Regions from separate parts of the Mus musculus genome. Here region 2 is linked to region 1. Evidence: chromatin contacts called from public Hi-C data. All regions are on one chromosome and are shown on one strand. Each heading gives the region's core, a stretch centred on a gene start, on an enhancer-like site or on the middle of the called end of the contact. The rest is flanking DNA. Distances are from core to core; before and after follow the strand shown. Region 1 holds the start of Unc5b (unc-5 netrin receptor B). Region 2 has its middle 29 kb from the start of Gm20611.

Evidence for each region. Hi-C and Micro-C count contacts between places; a contact is called where the count stands out from the background.
Region 2: a Hi-C map of cerebral cortex shows a contact between it and region 1, with 2.7 times the contacts expected there. The contact joins the enhancer-like site here to the promoter of Unc5b in region 1. A contact is called at or near these places in 11 of 39 promoter capture datasets (the 3T3-L1 cell line, the C10 cell line, HPC-7-derived erythroid cells and 7 more), 7 of 484 Hi-C or Micro-C datasets (bone marrow-derived macrophages, cerebral cortex, embryonic fibroblasts and 3 more), 13 of 115 datasets of contacts at active chromatin or transcription factors (craniofacial prominence, embryonic basal ganglia, embryonic forebrain and 7 more) and 2 of 9 other capture datasets (embryonic stem cells and pancreatic islet).

The regions. Positions count from the first base shown.
Region 1 is chr10:60,830,046-60,833,043 of GRCm38.p6, forward strand. Unc5b (unc-5 netrin receptor B) reads right to left here and starts at 1,536. Exons shown (of 17, transcript NM_029770.3): 1 at 1,042-1,536. The coding sequence starts at 1,120.
Region 2 is chr10:61,000,448-61,003,409 of GRCm38.p6, forward strand. No RefSeq gene overlaps it. Among named protein-coding and RNA genes, the nearest start is that of Gm20611, 29 kb to the right of the region's middle. Within about 2 kb of position 1,409, at least 6 of the 459 cell types and tissues checked have an H3K27ac peak or open chromatin away from gene starts, as enhancers often do. A contact at or near this core is called in cerebral cortex, where this site is marked.

The sequences.
Region 1 (2,998 bases), core at 286-2,785:
GAGAGAGAGAGGATGCCATCATCACTGAGGGTGGTGGGGTGTGTGTCAACTCAATACTTTCTGCTAGTTTCCTTTTCCCATTCTTAGCCTTTGCTCAGGGAGGTCTTTGTCTAGGGTGGCCCTCCAGCCCCCGCACCAGCTTCGGGAGTCGATTCACCCTAACGGCAGTTCACCTGCTTGGGTACCAGAGAGGTTGGTGCGAGTGTCTACTTTTCCTTCCAAGGAAGACGCAGCCCACTTTGCAACGCCCAGCCGAGCTACTACAGAGCCAGCAAGACACTTCCATCTTCGCGATGAGAGGAGAATCGGGGACTTTATAAACTTAGGAGTCCACCAAACCCTCTTAAGAGCATCTTTACTGGGTCCAGGTGCAGTGCAGAGGCGAGCTCACCTGGACACTGAGAATACCAATAACCTATTGAAAATAGGCAAAGTCGAAAGGAGATACATTACGCCCCTCCACTCTCTGCCAACACTCACCCCCAAACAATCCACCAACCACGAAACCTTTTCATACCCGCCCGCGCCGCACCTCCGGAGATCACGGTGTACAGGAGTCGGCCCCTCCCCCTTCAGTAGCTTAAAGCCTTCGGGCCTCGGCTCCCCAAAGGCCGAGAAGAAGCGCTTCCAGGGTTCCGCAGTATCCTGCTCTCTGTCCGCGACCCTCAGAATGCTGCGCGTGCAGCCCGCGGGAGCCTGTACTCAGACCTAAGTTGCAGGCGAACCGCAGAGAACACACACCTGGCCCTGGCAGTGACAGTTTTTCCGTGATAGTCAGGGGTCACTTGGAAGTGAATCAGACCCCATTCCACGGGAAGCAACTATCCCTTGGAGGCAGGAGCAGGGAGCTTCGAGCTTACGTGGCACCCCAGGTGGCCACGCGTCGCCCCCTCTCCCGAGCACCGAAGCTGCCTTTTAACTTGGACGCGTCCACGGCGTTCTCGGAGCGCAGTGACTCCGCCAAGAACCACCCGAACTTGCAGTTGGACGCTGAGACGCGCCAGGACCGCATCCCTGTGTTCCACTCCCTCTCGCACCTACCTGCTAGGCTCGGTGTCGGATCCCAGCAAAGCAGCAGCGCCAGCAGCAGCGCGCTCCGCACCCCGCTCCGGGCCCTCATGCTCCTGTCCCCCGGCCCGGGCGCCTCTCCCTCGGGGTTCTTTCCCGGTCCCCAGCCTCGCCGCCTTCGCCTTCGCCGCCGCCTCGCCGTTCTCGCAGGCGCCCGGCAGCGCCAGCCCGTGCCCTCCGTAGGCGCAGAGGCAACCGCGCAGCGCCGGGAGGCCGCCCGGCGACTAGGAGCGCTCCGGGAGTCGGACGCCGCTGGGGATCCCGGCTCTGGTGCGCCCTTTCCGCGCTCTCCCGCTGCGAGCGCCGTCCGCGCCCTGCTCCGAAGTTGTGCGATCCCAGTGGAGTGCGCTCAGCGGCGCTCGTAGCGGCCGCGCCGCGAAGTCTGTCCGAGTGGGGTGTGTGCTTCCCTCTGCGCCCTGCCGCTCCCCGCGGCTCCGCGCCCTCGCCCGCCCTGCCGCCGGCCACAATGCCCAGCGCCGCCGCGCGCTCGCCCTAGAGTCAGCGGGCCGGGGCGGGGCCTCACGCGATAGAAGGCGGGGCCTGGAGGACGGGGGCGGAGCCACGGGGCCCAGCGAGGGGGGGTACCCTACCGCTGTGTAGGCGCGGCCGAGTTGGGGCCTTATCAGAGGGGATCCTTGAAGAACGCAGGATCCAAAGCACCGGAAAACCGGTCCGCTGAAAGCGGCGGAGTCTACCGGATTTTCTTTCCAAAAATAAAGGAAATAAACATTCGTACACTTCTTAGCTTGGGTGTGAATCAGCTTTCGCTTTTGATTCGGTCTCAAAAGGGGATGGGGGTGTTTAAGAAAAAATGTCAAACACTCAAGTCCTGGTGGAGCGGGGGATGTAGTTGGGGAGTTCCAGCTGTGGATATTTGGGCATGAGTTAGGATCGTGATTGGTTCTGTTTTTCTCCTCGACCCAGGACAGAACTCTTTACGTGGGATCCGGAAGGATGGCTCATCCTAGGATATGGTGAACCAGTCCAATTGAATAAAAGGACGTGTGTGGGGAGGGAACCTGCTGCTGTGTTTTGCTCCGAGCACAAACTTGGTTCTGGTTCTGCTCCTTAAGCGCGTGACCTTGAAGGAGCTGCTTAGCTGTCTCCATCACTGTCACCTGTGAAATGGGGAAGAATGATGTTAGCTGTCTCATAAGGGGTTGAGGAGCAGAATGTGGGAAATAGGTAGAAAGTGGGGGCACAAATGGTGGCATCCCTTCCCAAGGTTCTTGAAGGAAGTCCTTGTCACCCAGAGGTGGGCCCATAAGCTTACGTGACCAGAGGAGACTTGGGAGATGTCTGTGCATCCGCTCACAGGAAGCTCACAGCACTTCCATGTGGGAGCCCACTAACGGGCTAATTCCATAATGCTATAAAGAAGCAGCCCCTACCCCTTATCTGCTGACCTCCTAAGCTTTTCCTCTTTGCAGATCTGGATCAGCCCTCTTCTTCAGGAAGAGAGCAGCCTAGCCAGGTTCTGAAGTCGGGTAGGAGGGTAGAAGGGTGGGAGGGTGGGAGGTATCCAAAAGAACCTAGTATTCCCAAGTTTTTCCTAGATTGGAGAAGAAAGGTTTGGGAGCCATAGTTGCTGACTAAGAGGTTGGTGGTGTGAGGGCAGAGAAGCAAGAAGATCCATGCTAGCTGTGTTTGGGGGAGAGGGAGGCAATGAAAGCGGGATTTCTCGACACCCCCTCTATCCCAACTCCACAAAATGAAGACTGGAGATCTATAGAAGGCTGTGGCTATAGGTGACGCCCCACATCATGGCTGGCCACCCAGGCCCAGTAGGGTGAATCCGGGTGGAGTGAACGCCCAAGGCAGGACTTTGGTTTCTGTGGGCAAAGGTAAACGGGCTATTTTTATCCTGGCCTGGAACAGCATGAGCAACAGCAGTGGCTGAGCACACCCAGCCTGTTCCACCCATTCCAGA
Region 2 (2,962 bases), core at 159-2,658, 170 kb after region 1:
GGGGCTTCAAGGAAGGGAAGGGATAGATGGAGTGGTAAGATATTCTCCCATAAATCCTCTTGGACCAATAGTTCTCAACCTTCCTAGTGCTACAACCCTTTAATACAGTTCCTCATGCTGTGGTGACCCCCAACCATAAAATTGCTTTCGTTGCTACTTCATAACTGTAATTTTATCACTGTTATGAATCATAACGTAAACACCTGATATGCAGGGTATCTGATAAGTGATCCCCAGGTTGAGAATGGTTCTTTTAGACTATAAGCAGTGTGTGTTACTTCGAGGCAGTTCCCTGTTGTCTGCAGTAATTGCAGTGATGATGGCATGCTGACACTCGGAGCCTGTTGCCCTCACGGCCTCAGACATCCTCCTTCCTTCCCTTTCCCCCACTAGGTCTTCCCTGAATGATGCTGGACCAGCATGGGCAAGGAGCCTGCCTATACACAGCATCCCCTGTGAGCATCCCTGTGGCTACTTCTCGGGATTTTCTGTCTACCGTGTTTATTGAGCAGCTTCTATATCCCAGGCCTTGTCCTGGGCACTGGGTTAAGCAGAAAATGAGACCCACAGATATACCACCCACATGGCAACAGATGTGATCACCGGATGATGTGGGACTCATGCCTACCCTGTCACATGAACAGCCGCTAAGAAGGCTGGTGTCAGATGACTCAAGTCACCCCACCCTGAAGGAGTATACTTCTTCAGCATCTGCACCCACACAGCCCCAAAGAGTCCCAATCCCCAAGGACCTGTCCCAGCAGCTCATCACAAAGCCATTGGGTGGGGAGGAGCTCTGAGAGTGGAGCATTCTGTGATGGTTTGCACGTGCTCCCCCAGGATTGCAGTGCCCAGGGGGTGGCACTGTTGGGAGGTGTGGCCTTGTTGGAGTGGGTGTGTCCATGTTGGAGTGGGCGTGGCCTTGTCTGAATAGGTGTGTCGCTGTAGGTATGGGCTTTAAGACCACCTCCTAGTTGCCTGGAAGCCAGTATTCTACTAGCAGCCTTCAGATGAAGATGTAGAACTCTCATCCTTTATAAGAGTCCTTTATAAGAGTTGCCTTGGTCATGGTACCTGTTCACAGCAGTAAAACCCTACGACACACTCCATGTGGGCTTCCTGGAGGAGGCTGAGCTGATGAGGCTATCTCATGGTAAAGAGATTCCACATGATACAGCCCAGAGCTGTAGTCATGAGGCTCTCTGTGGGCTCTAGGGGAAGCTTCTGGGAACGGTGCCCATGGAGCTGGCTAGATGAGGGGTATCCCTGGATAGGTGCAGGCATGACCAGCCTCCTTGGTTCTCTGCTGGAGTCTAGCTAGAGCGCACCATGCTGGAGACTGGGAGGCGGCACACGCACCATCAGACCTAGTCTTTGCCACGAGGCGCCTCGCCAGCAGCGCACACTACGCCTATTCAAGAGCGTGTTTCTAGATGCTGCTTTCGATCCCGTCTGTAGTATACTTCCTGGTGCGCTCGAACTATTTTCTCTCTCTAAAAATAATACGCTTGGAAGCCGTTCTATTTAAGCACAGAGACTGCACGTGAAGTGCTCGTGAGCTATCTTTAGAAGAGGCACACCAGGGTTCCCGCCTGTCTCATGTCCTGGCCCCTGGATGTGGATGGAGCCCGAGGCAAGGATCTAGGGCACAAGAAGTACTGACAGAACACGTCTGCTGGAACATCTCACGGGAGGCGGGAGAGCAAGGGAAGGAGGCCGAGATGTGGCGCAGCCAAAGTGTCCGGCCTGTGGCTCAGCACAGTGGCCTGCAGTGCTGAGTCACAGGTAAAGCTCCGTCCTGTGGAAGGCCAGCACCTTCCCAGGCCCTAACTGTCTCTGGGGTAACTGTCTCAGGCCCTAACTCTCCTTTGGTCGCGTCTCTGACTCCCCCAGCAGAAGTCTCCAGAATTGTAAACGTGGGTCTCAGGACAGCAGCGGGGCAGTGGGCACACCCTTCGAAAGGGCCCAGAGTACTTAGGTATGTACATGACATGTCAGGAGCTTCACCTTGAGCCCCTCCCCCACTGTTTCCTTCCCATATTCTATCTGACAGAATCCGGATCAGGAGAAAGAGGAAGAGAGGGTAAAAGGAGGGGGGAGGGGAGAAGAGAGAGGGAAAAAGGGAAGAGAAGGAAGGAGAAAGTGTGGGCAGAGGACACGCAGCCTCTAAAATAGTCTGAACAGAATAAAACCAACAAACCAGGTACAGAGAGTGAATCCCAGGGAGCCCCAGTGCCCGCTCCCTGCTCCCTCCACCCCCACCTCCTCAGCCCACCTTCCTGGCTCACCCATGGACATGTCTGGAGGCTGCTGGAGAGGAGTGACCATGGGAAGAGCCAGGCTGGGGGTCTGCCCACTGCAGAGTTCCCCGCAGGTCATCTTCCTCAGCGAGGAGGTCCTCTTCCGTCCCTTAGGGAGAGGTAAAATCACTGGTCCTGGCTGGAGGCCCAATAAGGCAAAAAAGACCAGCATCTGGTCAGAATGCAACCAAGCTCGAAATCTCAGAGAGAAGCTCCAATCTCTCAGCCATTCTCTCTCTCTCTCTCTCTCTCTCTCTCTCTCTCTCTCTCTCTCTGTGTGTGTGTGTGTGTGTGTGTATCATTTAATTACCATTAACACCATGCCAACAGGATGGTTGTGCCCATTTTACAGATAAGGAAAAGTGAGGCCCAGAGCCCTAAGGCCGCCCAGCTCATAATTGGCACAGAGTGCACTCCAAATGGCCTTCACACATTCAATTCTACTGCTTTCTACTAAGCCAAGTGGGAACAGGAATTAATGAGGCTGATGCCTCAGAAGAAGTGAACCAACTTCATAAATAACCTCAGAGGCCTTGGGCTTCCCTTTTTAAATCATTTGTTGTAGCAAAGTCATGGGCACAGAAACCATGCTGTTCCAGCTTCTTTTTTTTTTTTTTTAATATCTTGTGAACATTTCCCTGGGTCATTAAAATATTCTTTTA